Regions from separate parts of the Pan troglodytes genome. Here region 1 is linked to region 2. Evidence: chromatin contacts called from public HiChIP or PLAC-seq data. All regions are on one chromosome and are shown on one strand. Each heading gives the region's core, a stretch centred on a gene start, on an enhancer-like site or on the middle of the called end of the contact. The rest is flanking DNA. Distances are from core to core; before and after follow the strand shown.

Evidence for each region. HiChIP or PLAC-seq counts read pairs in DNA pulled down with a chosen protein or histone mark.
Region 1: a contact with region 2 is called in an H3K4me3 HiChIP or PLAC-seq map of stem cell-derived excitatory neurons, with 2.6 times the contacts expected there. The contact joins the promoter of ZDHHC17 here to the promoter of NAP1L1 in region 2. A contact is called at or near these places in 1 of 7 Hi-C or Micro-C datasets (stem cell-derived neural progenitor cells) and 1 of 1 datasets of contacts at active chromatin or transcription factors (stem cell-derived excitatory neurons).

The regions. Positions count from the first base shown.
Region 1 is chr10:83,334,851-83,340,658 of NHGRI_mPanTro3-v2.0_pri, forward strand. ZDHHC17 (zinc finger DHHC-type palmitoyltransferase 17) reads left to right here and starts at 2,859. Exons shown (of 19, transcript XM_063785938.1): 1 at 2,859-3,248; 2 at 5,264-5,327. It overlaps OSBPL8 (oxysterol binding protein like 8), which reads right to left and starts at 3,007. Exons shown (of 24, transcript XM_509228.9): 1 at 2,412-3,007.
Region 2 is chr10:82,847,777-82,853,559 of NHGRI_mPanTro3-v2.0_pri, forward strand. It overlaps NAP1L1 (nucleosome assembly protein 1 like 1), which reads right to left and starts at 1,388. Exons shown (of 13, transcript XR_010148088.1): 1 at 1,249-1,388.

The sequences.
Region 1 (5,808 bases), core at 1,609-4,108, 490 kb after region 2:
TGTGTTTCTGTCTTATTTGCAGGTCATTATTTGTAAGATTAAGGCAGGACCTATGTCCTCTTTGAATTGCCTGATGCTCCAAGAACATTGCTATAAATGTTTTTAACTTTCAATATAATACAAACATTACAACATGACATTTCAGGCATTGTTATTAGGATAATATTAGGATAAAAGTTTTCCAAATTAATATTAGAAAACTAGATCTATGTACTGTATCAATTCTTGTCTTTAATGCCTTAATTCAAGTAATCTACTTTTGAAGGATTATTTACAAACCAAAGCCAAGTTGAAATGTACTAACACTGGTTAAAATTCTGCAATTCATACTTTTAAACGAAAGATCCGCCAGACACAGTGGCTCATGACTGTAATCCCAGCACTTTGGGAGGCTGAGGCGGGCGGTTCTTGAGGCCAGGAGTTGGAGACCAGCCTGGCCAACATGGTGAAACCCCATCTCTAATAAAAATACAAAAATTAGCCTGGCATGGTGGCACGCACCTGTAATCCCAGCTACTCAGGAGGCTGAAGCATAAGAATCTCTTGAACCCAGGTGGCAGAGGCTGCATGAGCCAAGTTGCACCACTGCACTCCAGCCTGGGATACAGAGTGAGACAGTCTTAAAAAAAAAAAAAAATCCTTTTGTAATGCATATTTTACAAATTCATAATTTCATCATTTTTCTTAAAGCAAACTAAAACATAAATTCATTATACACAATTGTAAATTTATCCCCAAAGTGTTTTCTAAGGCTTTCAATTTTTAAATGAACCAAGGAACTGAATATTGACAAATGTATAAGTACCCTGAATGTGTTATAAAAAACATATTTGACTGTCTTTAAAATGCAATAACCTTCTAAGGAAAATATAGTAGCATCTTTCCACAGATCAGAGATTCAATAACTATTATGATTCAATCAAAGAGAAATAAACCATGGCCATTTTTAATTAAACAGGCATTTCTAAGCACCTGTGTACACGGTATTGCTGTTCAAAAGGTTGACATGGAATGTGACCGCAATAACTTGATGTCCATAATTAAAGACCCAAAAGGTAGCTTAAGTTTCATCTATTCCCTTTCTCAGCCCTTTGAGCAGGTATATTATAGTCATTCCATACACGGTTAATATAAAAAAAAATAAAAGTAACAAACATTTGAAATTAGTTGTACTTTTATAGAGAACAGTTTTAAATTGCATGGCCTTACTTTTCCTTTTCCAACCTATTTTATAAAACTAGCATGATCTTAATAATTTCACTGCAAAACAGGTTCTAGTAAGCATAGAAACTGATCATAGCCTCTCAGCAAAATCAAGTTTAGATGAAACTCTAGGAAATTAGCAAAATTTAACAATCAATTCACCCACGATTCTCCATAATTCTTGCTCTCTCTAGATACGAAGGGAGGCAAAAACTGTTTTAAAGGATTATTTCAAAAGCAGCACTAATTTTGGGAAAAACTTAACTGCCATGCAGGAGACACTGTATTACTACTCAGACGTCATTTAAGTCTTCTAGCAGCAGAAAGGCAAAAACATCATTAAATTTTTTATTTAATGCATATATACTTACATTATCAGTTAAAGTTTACCCATCTGTTTACGTTGTCCAAGTTATCTATTATTTCAGAAAGCATTTAAATAAAATGAAATTAGGTTACGTTCTGCAACGCAGATGTGTCTCATAAAGAAGAGTGTTAAATGACTTTTGTGAATGGAAAATCTGCATATACTGTTGCTTCGCCTCAGCCAGTCTTGAGTGGGTGGTTCAATGAACCTAAAGCATGCTGCATGGAACCTAAAGCAGGCTCCTTGGAACCTGATTCCACTCTTGAGAGAGGGCTTAGAAACAAACATTAAATTTAAAAGCACAGCAAAGGCTTGGCTTTCCTCCTACGTTACAAGAAGGCCGGGAAAACTGAGGCTTAGAGGAACAACACCGTGTCGCTTGGCTCTGCAAAGGCGGGTGCGGTCTGCGGTGCGCGGCACAGCCTCCTCTGGGGCTGTCACAGGAAAAAAAGGAGCCTCGCCTTAACCGCACCGAGCGACAAAGCGCCAGCTCTCCTGGGCGCGGGGGCTCCCAACGAGGCCCATGCCATCAACCTATCAAACTTCAGGAGGGACAGACACCCGGGGCGGTCGAAATGCTCCAACAGCCTCCCACCCCCGTTCCCCTGCCGCGGCTTTTGTAAGGCTGCAGATGCACCTACTGTGGGCCCCTAAACACTCCACCCTGCCAGCCTTTCGAATCCCCCTACTCCAAAAGGGAACAAAGGAGCCAAAGAACTCCTCGGCGGGGGTGGCCAGCAGTCCCCGACAGCCCGAGCTCAGAACGTGGCAATAAGGGTGCGCAGTCGCCCTGAGGGGTGCGAACCCAGCACCCCAACCTCAGGAATGGAGCAACACTCACCCGTGCGGAGCTCCCAGGGAGGCGGGACGCAAGGAGCCGGTTCCTCCGAGGTCGCCGCGGCGCCGGGGTCCGGGGCCCCGTAAGCGTCTAGTCAGACCCCAACTTCTCTCGGCCGCTGTCGTCGGCGGCAGCTGGGGCGCGAGCCTGGACGAAGGGCGCTGCCCAGTGGCCGCGGAGGCACTGCCGGCTCAGCCCCCGAGCGGGGCGGGAACTTTCGGCCCCGAGGTCCACCAGCCAGGGCGGACCCCCACCTTCCCTCAGTCGGCTTGCTACCGGCAGCGGCTACTGCGGCGTCCAAAGCTAACACTACAGCCGCCGCCTGGCCAGGAGCGCGTCGCGGCCTAATGTTGTCATCCGCCGCGTCGCCGCCTTTCTGGGAACCCAGAACCGCCAAGATCCTTCACATTCTAGCGCCCTCCCCGTGCCCCGCCCGCCCCCCGGATCACGGGCTTCGGCCACGCCCTCTTCCCGTCACGTGACGGTGCGCGGAGGCGGCGGTGGAGTTGCTTCCCCTGCTAGGCGGGCTCGAACCGGGCGGGAGTCACTGTCCACCTTGCTTCGCCAGGGTGTTATCGCCAGCCAGTCCCCTTCCGCATGCCCAAGGGCAGCCTCAGGAAGCGAGCCCACCACCGTCGGCCCAGCGCCTGTTGATCGGCCAGGCCTTCTGGGCCGGTCGTACCGGGCCCTTCCTAACCTGAGGAGATTGCACAGTAGGGCTCCCTGGTCTGGTCAGGGCTCAGTTAGGACCCCTCTCCAGCCTTAGGCTTGGTGAAAGCTTTAGCGAAACAGAAAAAAGAACGCATCGTGGTGTAGAGTGTATGGCCTAAGAAGCATTCGGTAACTAAACTACTTGTTCCTATTTCTAGTGGCACATTAACCGTGGCATTTAATTTACTGCTTTCCTCATTAGAGGTTTTTTTTTTAGGAAACGGTGTATTTCAATCATGTTGGGATGAAAACAGCCTAGCAAACTTATTTTTGTTCCTTGTTATGTTCAGGATCCTGCTGCCAGTTTTACAGTCATTAAGTTTTACAGTGTGTTAGGTTGGTGACAGTTTAAACGGGTACGCAGGAATTTGACAGTTTGTTCCATTTTTTAAAATAAAGCCTAATTCTTGATTTTTTTTCTAATGCCTTAATTTTTTTTTCCTAATTCCTTAACTCTAGGACTTAACCTTTTGCTTTCTTTTTTAGCCATGATCCGAAGAACCCTCTAGCCGCCTAATGAAATAACTATACAGAAGTAAGGGAGGTAGAATAAAGATCATACTCAAACCCTGATCACAATGAAGGCAAATGAGAAAGCTTTCTGTAATAATTAAACTTGGGTCATAACTCATTTTCCCTTGTAGCCCAGAACTAAGGATTTTTTTCTTAAGCTATTCTCATCTCATTACATTTTCTTAACAAGAAATCAGAAGGCATTCTGATAAGCTGGATACATTGAAATGAATAAGCAATAGAGTTTGACCTATATAATCCTTATTATTAATATATTTCATAGCAGCTCTAAAAAAAATCATAGACTTACATTGTTTTATGTTACCCAAGAAAGAAAACAAAGGCTGCCAATGAAACTATGCCATACCGCTGATATGTAAGGCACCTTTAAGCCACATCTTTTTCCTTTTTTTTTTTTTGAGACAGGGTCTCACTCTGTCTCCCAGACTGGAGTGCAGAGGCGCAATCTCGGCCCACTGCAATTTCCGCCTCCCGGTTCAAGCGATTCTCCTCCCTCAGCCTCCCGAGGAGCTGAGATTACAGGCATGCGCCACCATGCCCAGCTAATTTTTGTATTTTTAGTAGAGAGGAGGTTTCACCATTTTGGCAAGGCTGGTGTTGAACTCGTGACCTCAAATGATTCACCCGCCTCGACCTCCCAAAATGCTGGGATTACAGGCATGAGCCACCGCGCCCGGCCTGAGACACATCTTGAATTCAGAGATGTAAACATGTCAGAAACAACGAGTCTTAGAATCTCTGAGATATTGCCATGAACTGGGAAACAACGAGTCTTAGAATCTCTGAGATATTGTCATGAACTTGTGTTCCAAAGAGGAAAAGATTCTACCAGGTTCTGTTCTGAAGCCTGAGAGACTGTAGTACAAATAAATGTGAAGGAAGTTTATTATTCTGTGACATTATTTCAGCAAAGCTAGTAACTTTGGAGTTTGTTAACAGATTAACTTGTCTCCTGTTTTCTAGAGGCATGTTTTTCAACCTGCAACTCAAAAATCAATTTCATTTTTATATGAAATAGGCTAGGATGTAATACAATATAAAATACCACAGTGCATAATGTCTAGTAAGGGCAAAAATTGCTTCCTGAAACTTTTTGTTTCAAATATGGTGGAAGGTGAGAGTATGTCCTATGTTGTGATTTAAACAATTTCTTACTGTGAGTTGCAATCAAATAGATTTGGAAAAGAATGTTCCTAGAGCATAGATAACATGCAAAATACACCATCTGGACCCCGTTTTTCTGGTACTTTTATTTTACTTTGGAAACTGAGACTAAAGATTAGAAAAAGGTGGCAAATTGCCTTGCCTAATTCTCTTCTGCCTCAGCCCCAATTTCATACATTGGCTTTTGAAAATTTGATCATTTGTTGGAAAAAGCAATGTACTGGAAGCAAGGAAGCCTAGGTTACAGACTTAGCTAATGAGATGTATGACTAGATAAATTACTCCGTGCATTTCAAGTTCCAATCAAGTAGGACCACATGCTGTTTGAGAAATGATACTAAACCACCTTTTTTTTCCCGGTGGATGGCAATCACATTGGAAACAAACAGACACGGTATACTCAGGATTATGCAAATTACTGACAGCCTACGTTTAATTTTTTTCAGCTCCACTCAAAAAAAAGAAAGTCCTAATGCAAGTAATCGAAAGTGAAGATATTGCAAAACAAATGTAAGTATATCTTTCACAATCTTCTCTACTTTAATTATCACTAGTATAATAGTTACTTGTCATGAATAACTAATGATTTTGACATACTTAACAACTGATTGCAACACAAAAATATATTAATCCACTACAGTTGAAAAATTGTTTTTTCAGATCCTTTCAAATCTGATATTGTGATTCCAGGAGTGATAATTCAATCTAGCATTTTCAATGTAATGACAACATAAACAGAAACTAATATGTGATCCTGCACTGTAACTGAAAAATATTCAGTAACTCCCAGAGATACCCTGCAAGTTTGCTACTCTTACAATGATTTTAAGAATGACATTTTGAAATAAAGCTTTTTTATTATAACGATCCGATTTTAACTCCAATGAGAATTCATCTCTTTTGCCTACTGCTTTATTAATTATACATTTCTAAGAATGGGAAGTTCTTTCCAAATTAGTTTAAGCACTGACAGGCTTGACAGCTTTCCCAC
Region 2 (5,783 bases), core at 138-2,637:
AAAGGGCCAAACATTTTATTTTCATCTAAGAACCGTTTGCAGGGGTGGTCCGATCTTTTGGCTTCCCTAGGCCACACTAGAACTGTCTTGGGCCACACGTAAAATACATTAACTAGCTGATGAGCTTTTTTTTTTTTCCTTCCAAAAAAAAAAAAAAAAAAAAAAAAAAAAAAAAAAACCTCATGAATTTGTGTTGGGCCACATTTAAAGCCGTCCTGGGCCGCGGGTTGGACAAGCTTGGTTTAGGGGTTTAGATCGATTAGATCAATACTCCCCAAATAAAAAACCCTGATCAAGACACCCATCTAACAGTACCTGGGAAACACAATAACAACCTTTTGCTAATAACAGTTAATATAAGCGCTATATACGCGTTAACTTTTTAAAATACTAGCAGTGGAGGCCCTTCCTTATCATCAGCTAACATCCACAATCTCTGGTACCAATAAAAACATTAAGACCAAAGAGAAGCAGGGAAGAGTTTGAAACCCAGGGACAGGGCTTACTCGCTTACCCTTCCTTTTCACATTCCACCGTCTCTACAACTTTCAAAGTAAGCACAGCCCGAGGGCAAGGGTCTCCAACCAGGCCCAGCCAGTGGCCATGAGGCCCATTACCACGTGTGGGGCGAAGCCGCCGGGGGTTTCCCCTCCCCGCGCGGCCGCCCCCAATGGGCGGAGAGCCCGGGAGCGTCGCAGCCTCCCCCGCCCCCTCCCCGCCTCGGGGCCTCGTCCCTCCACAGCCCCTCCCTCCCGTCGGAATTCGCAGCCTCCGCCGTTCTTTTCATCTCCCAGCGGCCTCCCTCCTGGTATTATTTTTGAGGGAAAAGCAGGGGGGTGTCCAAGAGGCGGCCGGCTCTGCACTCGGCCCGGCCCGTACGCCGGGGGCCTCCCGGTCCTCGCGGCGCAGCCGAGTCTCAGGGCACCCGGGCGTCACCGCGGCCTCGCTCCGGTCCACGCGGAAAAGACGGTGGAGCTCAGAGAACCTTAGGCCTCCAGGCCGCGCCAACCCCTACGTCGCCTCAGCCGTCCCCGATAAAAGCGCTGGTCGGCCCCGGGGCCCCTCTCAGGCTCCGGGGTCCGGACTCCGCGGTCCTGTCCGACCTCACAGGACGACCCCGGAGGCCACGGGCGGCCAGCGGCCCCGACTCCCGGCTCCCAGTCCCTCCATCCCTCCGGCCCTCCCATCTGCGCAGGCCGCCCAGCCAACACCACGTTCCCCCTTCCCTTCCAGGCCCCCATCCGTTACCGGCGACTAGTATGGGGAGCCAGGCGGCCGGAGCTGCGCAGGCAGTGACTCAGGGCGGCAGCGGCAGCGGGAGGAGCAGGAGGCGGCGCCGCGAGCAGATGGCGCTAAAAAAGACCCAAGAGCCCGCCGCTCGCGCTCATATACAATTAGCGTCAGCACGTAGGGCCCTTTCGCCGCCCTCCTCCCGGCCTTGTAGTCTCCCAGCAACGCGAGCGAGAGGCGGGTCCAGGCCGGGTTGCCTAGCAACTGAACCGTCCTCCTTCCCCGGCGACCTCCATACCCCCACCGAGGACTCCTGCAGCCCCGAGGCCCAGACGCCGCGCTTGGGCTCCTCTGGTTCCCGCCGGTGTCTAACCTCCTCTGTTAAGCACCCCACCATATCTTTTCTCCCTGCTGAGCCGGAAAGGAAATTTCAACCCCATCAGTTGTGGGGAAGGCCTGGCCCGCGTCCCCGGCGCCCGGCCCGCCCCGCCCCCTTCGGCGTTGTGCTGGGAACGCTCAGGGCTGGCGCCAGTCGCCTGGTCCCTCGCTCGCCGCAGCCTAGACGGCGGACGCTCCCTGTCAAGGCCTAATTCCTGCAACTCGCCGGCCCCCGGTAACCATTTTCCCTCCCCGCCTAAGAAAAACAGTTTTTTCCTCTAGACCACTTCGGCGGCCTCTTCTGACAGTTTTGCTTCTCCTATGCCAGCGGGTCTCCGCGCCTTTAGGGGGTGCTCGTCATCCTTTGCCCCCCAACCCCCCGCCACATCCTCGTAACTGATGTACAGTCCGTCAGTTCGGCTTCAGTTCTTTTGACGGATGAAAATGGCATATTTGTGCATTCTCTGGATGCGTTATAATGAGGACACTCAGTACGTCCGTTGTTTCATCTTTCTGAAAAAGTAAATCACATTAAATCCTCAGGCTTGTAAAACCTCATAGCTAATTTTCAAGTGATGATGAATTGACTAATACTAACTAAAAAAGTTGTTCTCAGAGTATGGTCTGAGGGTCCCCAGACCCTTTCATGGGGAAGGTCAAAACTATTTCCATATTAATGTCAAGACTGCCTTTTGCATTCTCATTCTCTCACAAGTGTACAGTGGGGTTTTCCGGAGGCTACGTGACATGTGATAAGGAAACAGACTGAAAATAGAAGCAGATAGGAGAATCCAGTCATCTGCGGTTAAACCAGACGTTAAAGAGATTTGCAAAAACTCGATTTGGGGGCAAGGGGGAGTAGTTATTTTTCATATAAAAATTATTTTTTGTTAATATTTGATTGCTTTATTGTTTTTAAATGAAATACTCTTAAAATTTCTCGCTTTTAATTTCTGATATAAATATCAGTATCAGTAATGCACATAAAAGTTCTTTGGGGTCCTCAACTTTTAAAGGAGTGTAAAGGAATCCTAAGACCACAAAGTTTGAGAACCTCTTCTCTAAATCTTGCATTTATTGAAACTTCAAACTGCCTAGAATCCCCTATTGTAATCCACACATTTAGCAACTATATCTTCCATTTTAGGGGATACAATGTTTTCCTTGGCCCTCCAGAACCTCATTGAAATTATTTGCCTTTCCCACTCTATACTGCAGATGACTCTGTTTATTCATTCATTTTAGTTTTTCATATACAATTCCTTTGTTGTTCTCATAGCCTATTCCTGTACACCCTTCTCAACACTGATGTAATGCTACAAGGTGCATAATAGCATCAATAATGGATCTTCAGGAAGAACCCACTATACATAAACAAGGTAGACCAGTGCTCAGTTTGAACATAAATTTGACACATTAATTTCAATAAGAACTTCAGGAATGTTGCATTTTAATCAAAGCTGTGCACGATGCAAGGTAATTAGCATATTAAAATGAACTAAATAACTTTCACTTTCTTTCCATAAATCTTTATGGTAGCAGAATTTCTGAGACAAAATTGAGAAGTTAGCTTTTGTGATGGTTTTTATCCCACACCAGAGAGCCTCATCAATTTTTGGCACTTCGCTCATGAAGGCTCTGGATTTTTTAGGTTTCACCACCCCCCCACCAACCCCTATAACTTAGGTGTTATCATTACCAGTACATATGCTCTTTCCCCCTTTTCTCCAGCTTCCTCTTCTTTTTTCAGTGTATCCTAGCCAATCTAAGAAACTAAACAATAAAATATTTCTAATAATGCATGCCTTTGTAATATAGTCTTTTGAACCAGTTTGTAAATCTAAGTCTTTGCCATTAAAGTTCAGGGAAGGGCAGACATTTATGCATTCATTCAACAAATATTTATGTCAGGCACAACTTCGGACTCTGGAAATACAGCATTTAGTAAGAAAGACACGGTTCTTGATTTTATTGAAGTTATGGTCTAGTGAGGTGAGGCAAATGATTAGAGATAAAATAATTTTACTAATAAAATATTAGTAATAAAACAATTTCACTTGTCAATAATAAATAATTGATAAGTGAATGCTATAAAGAAAATAAAATGAGAAAAGGGGTAGGAGGTGACTGACCTGAAGATACCTTTGAGCTTTTTTTTTTTTTTTCCGACGGAGTCTCACTCTGTTGCCCAGGCTGGAGTGCAGTGGCGCGATCTCGGCTCACTGCAACTTCTGCCTCCCGGTTCAAGCAATTGTCCTGCCTCAGCCTCCCGATTAGCTGTGACTGCAGGCAGGCGCAACCACGCCCAGCTAGTTTTTTTGTGTTTTTAGTAGAGATGGGGTTTCACCATGCTGGTCAGTCTGGTCTCGAGCTCCTGACCTCAAATGATCCGCCTGCCTCAGCCTCCCAAAGTGCCGGGGTTACAGGTGTGAGCCTCTGCATCCGGCCACCTTTGAGCTTTTTACATTGGCCCCTCTTATACCCCCAAATCACACAATGTAGTTAACTCATCTAACTTAATTGCAATAAATGGTGACCCTGGTCACTGATCTTGGGCCATGCCAAATTTTCTGTTGCAGTTCCTTTTCTCATGCTCTCTTTGGAAGCATATATACTAAAATTAAAGGTCCTTTTTTCTCTATCTCCCATGATTTTCATTTGGTAGACTTTTATAGCATTGTAGCCTGGAGGCTTAGAGGGGTGGCTTTGGAGTCAAACAGCCTATTTTGTCCCCATTTTTCTACCACTTAATAGCTGTGTAACTTTGGATAAGTCAGTTAGCCATCCCAGGTTTCATTTTCCACATCTGTAATATGGGGAAAATAAGCATGCATTTTTCATAGGGCTGTTGTGAAACTTAAAAAAAAATTTTTTTTTTTTTAAGTCAAAAGGGATCTTGGTATATTACCCAGGCTGGTCTTGAACTCCTGGACTCAAGAGATCCTCCCACTTCAGCCTCCCAAAGTGTTGGGATTACAGGCATGAGCCACCTTGCCCAGCTGTGAAACTTTTGGAGACAGAGTCTCACTCTGTCACCCAGGCTGAGGTGCAGTGGCGCAATCTCGGCTTACTGCAACCTCTGCCTCCCATGTTCAAGCAATTCTTGTGCCTCAGCCTCCCAAGTAGCTGAGACTGCAGGTGCGCGCCACCACATCCCACTAATTTTTTTGTATTTTAGTAGAGATGGGGTTGCACAATGCCCAGGCTGGTCTCAAACTCCTGAGCTCAAACAATCCACCCGCCTCGGCCTCCCAAAGTGCTAGGATTACAGGTGTAAGCCACTGTGCCTGGCTCAGCTGTGAAACTTTAAATAACACATTTAAGTTGCTTAACATAATGCCTGACATATATAGTGACCGCTCAATAAAAGGTAACCATTTTTAACCTCTTACTGAAGTTTTGTTTTTATTTTTGTTTTATTTAAAGGTTTAAGGAACTACCTCGAAGTCTTCTGATAGTGTCTGACACTTTTGGTGACATATTTTATTAAAAGCTATCTAGTCACAACTTTTAAAAGACATTTTCCTGAGCTGAAATAATCCACACCAATTACCACAAAAATATTATAGTCAACATTTCTCAATATTGGATAAGAACTATGAAGATCAACAAGAAATTTGATGACAAAGATGGTATTTTACCTGTGCTTGTGTCTGTGTTTCAGCCCCTATGTAGTAGAAAAAAAGCATAGGCTTTAACATCAGACAGGTATAGGCTCCTTCAACACTGTGACCTTGCAAAAGTACTTATCCACTCTGATCTTCAAGCTTCCCTATCTGAAAAATGCATTAATAATTATAATAAAATCTGTGTCTTTATTAGCATGAAATAGAGAAATGTATGTAAGTTCCCAGAGCAATGACTTGCCCTTTAAGTACTCAGTATTTATTTTCTTCCCTCTGAATTAATCTGTAGGTAAAACATCCAAGGGAACTAATAATAATTATCATCTAAAAACTGCACAAGATACATTTAAATAACAGTTACGTTAGTTTCAGATCTGGATTTTTTTTTCTACTTTTCCCCAAATTAATTTATAGCTGCAATGTAATCAAATTCCAAGTGGAAAATTATGGATAAGATGCCTTACATTTTTCTCTCTACTTTCAAAAAAAAAGGATTAATAGTTTTTTTGTTTAAAAAAAAATCTTTTTTTTTTTGAGACGTAGTTTTGC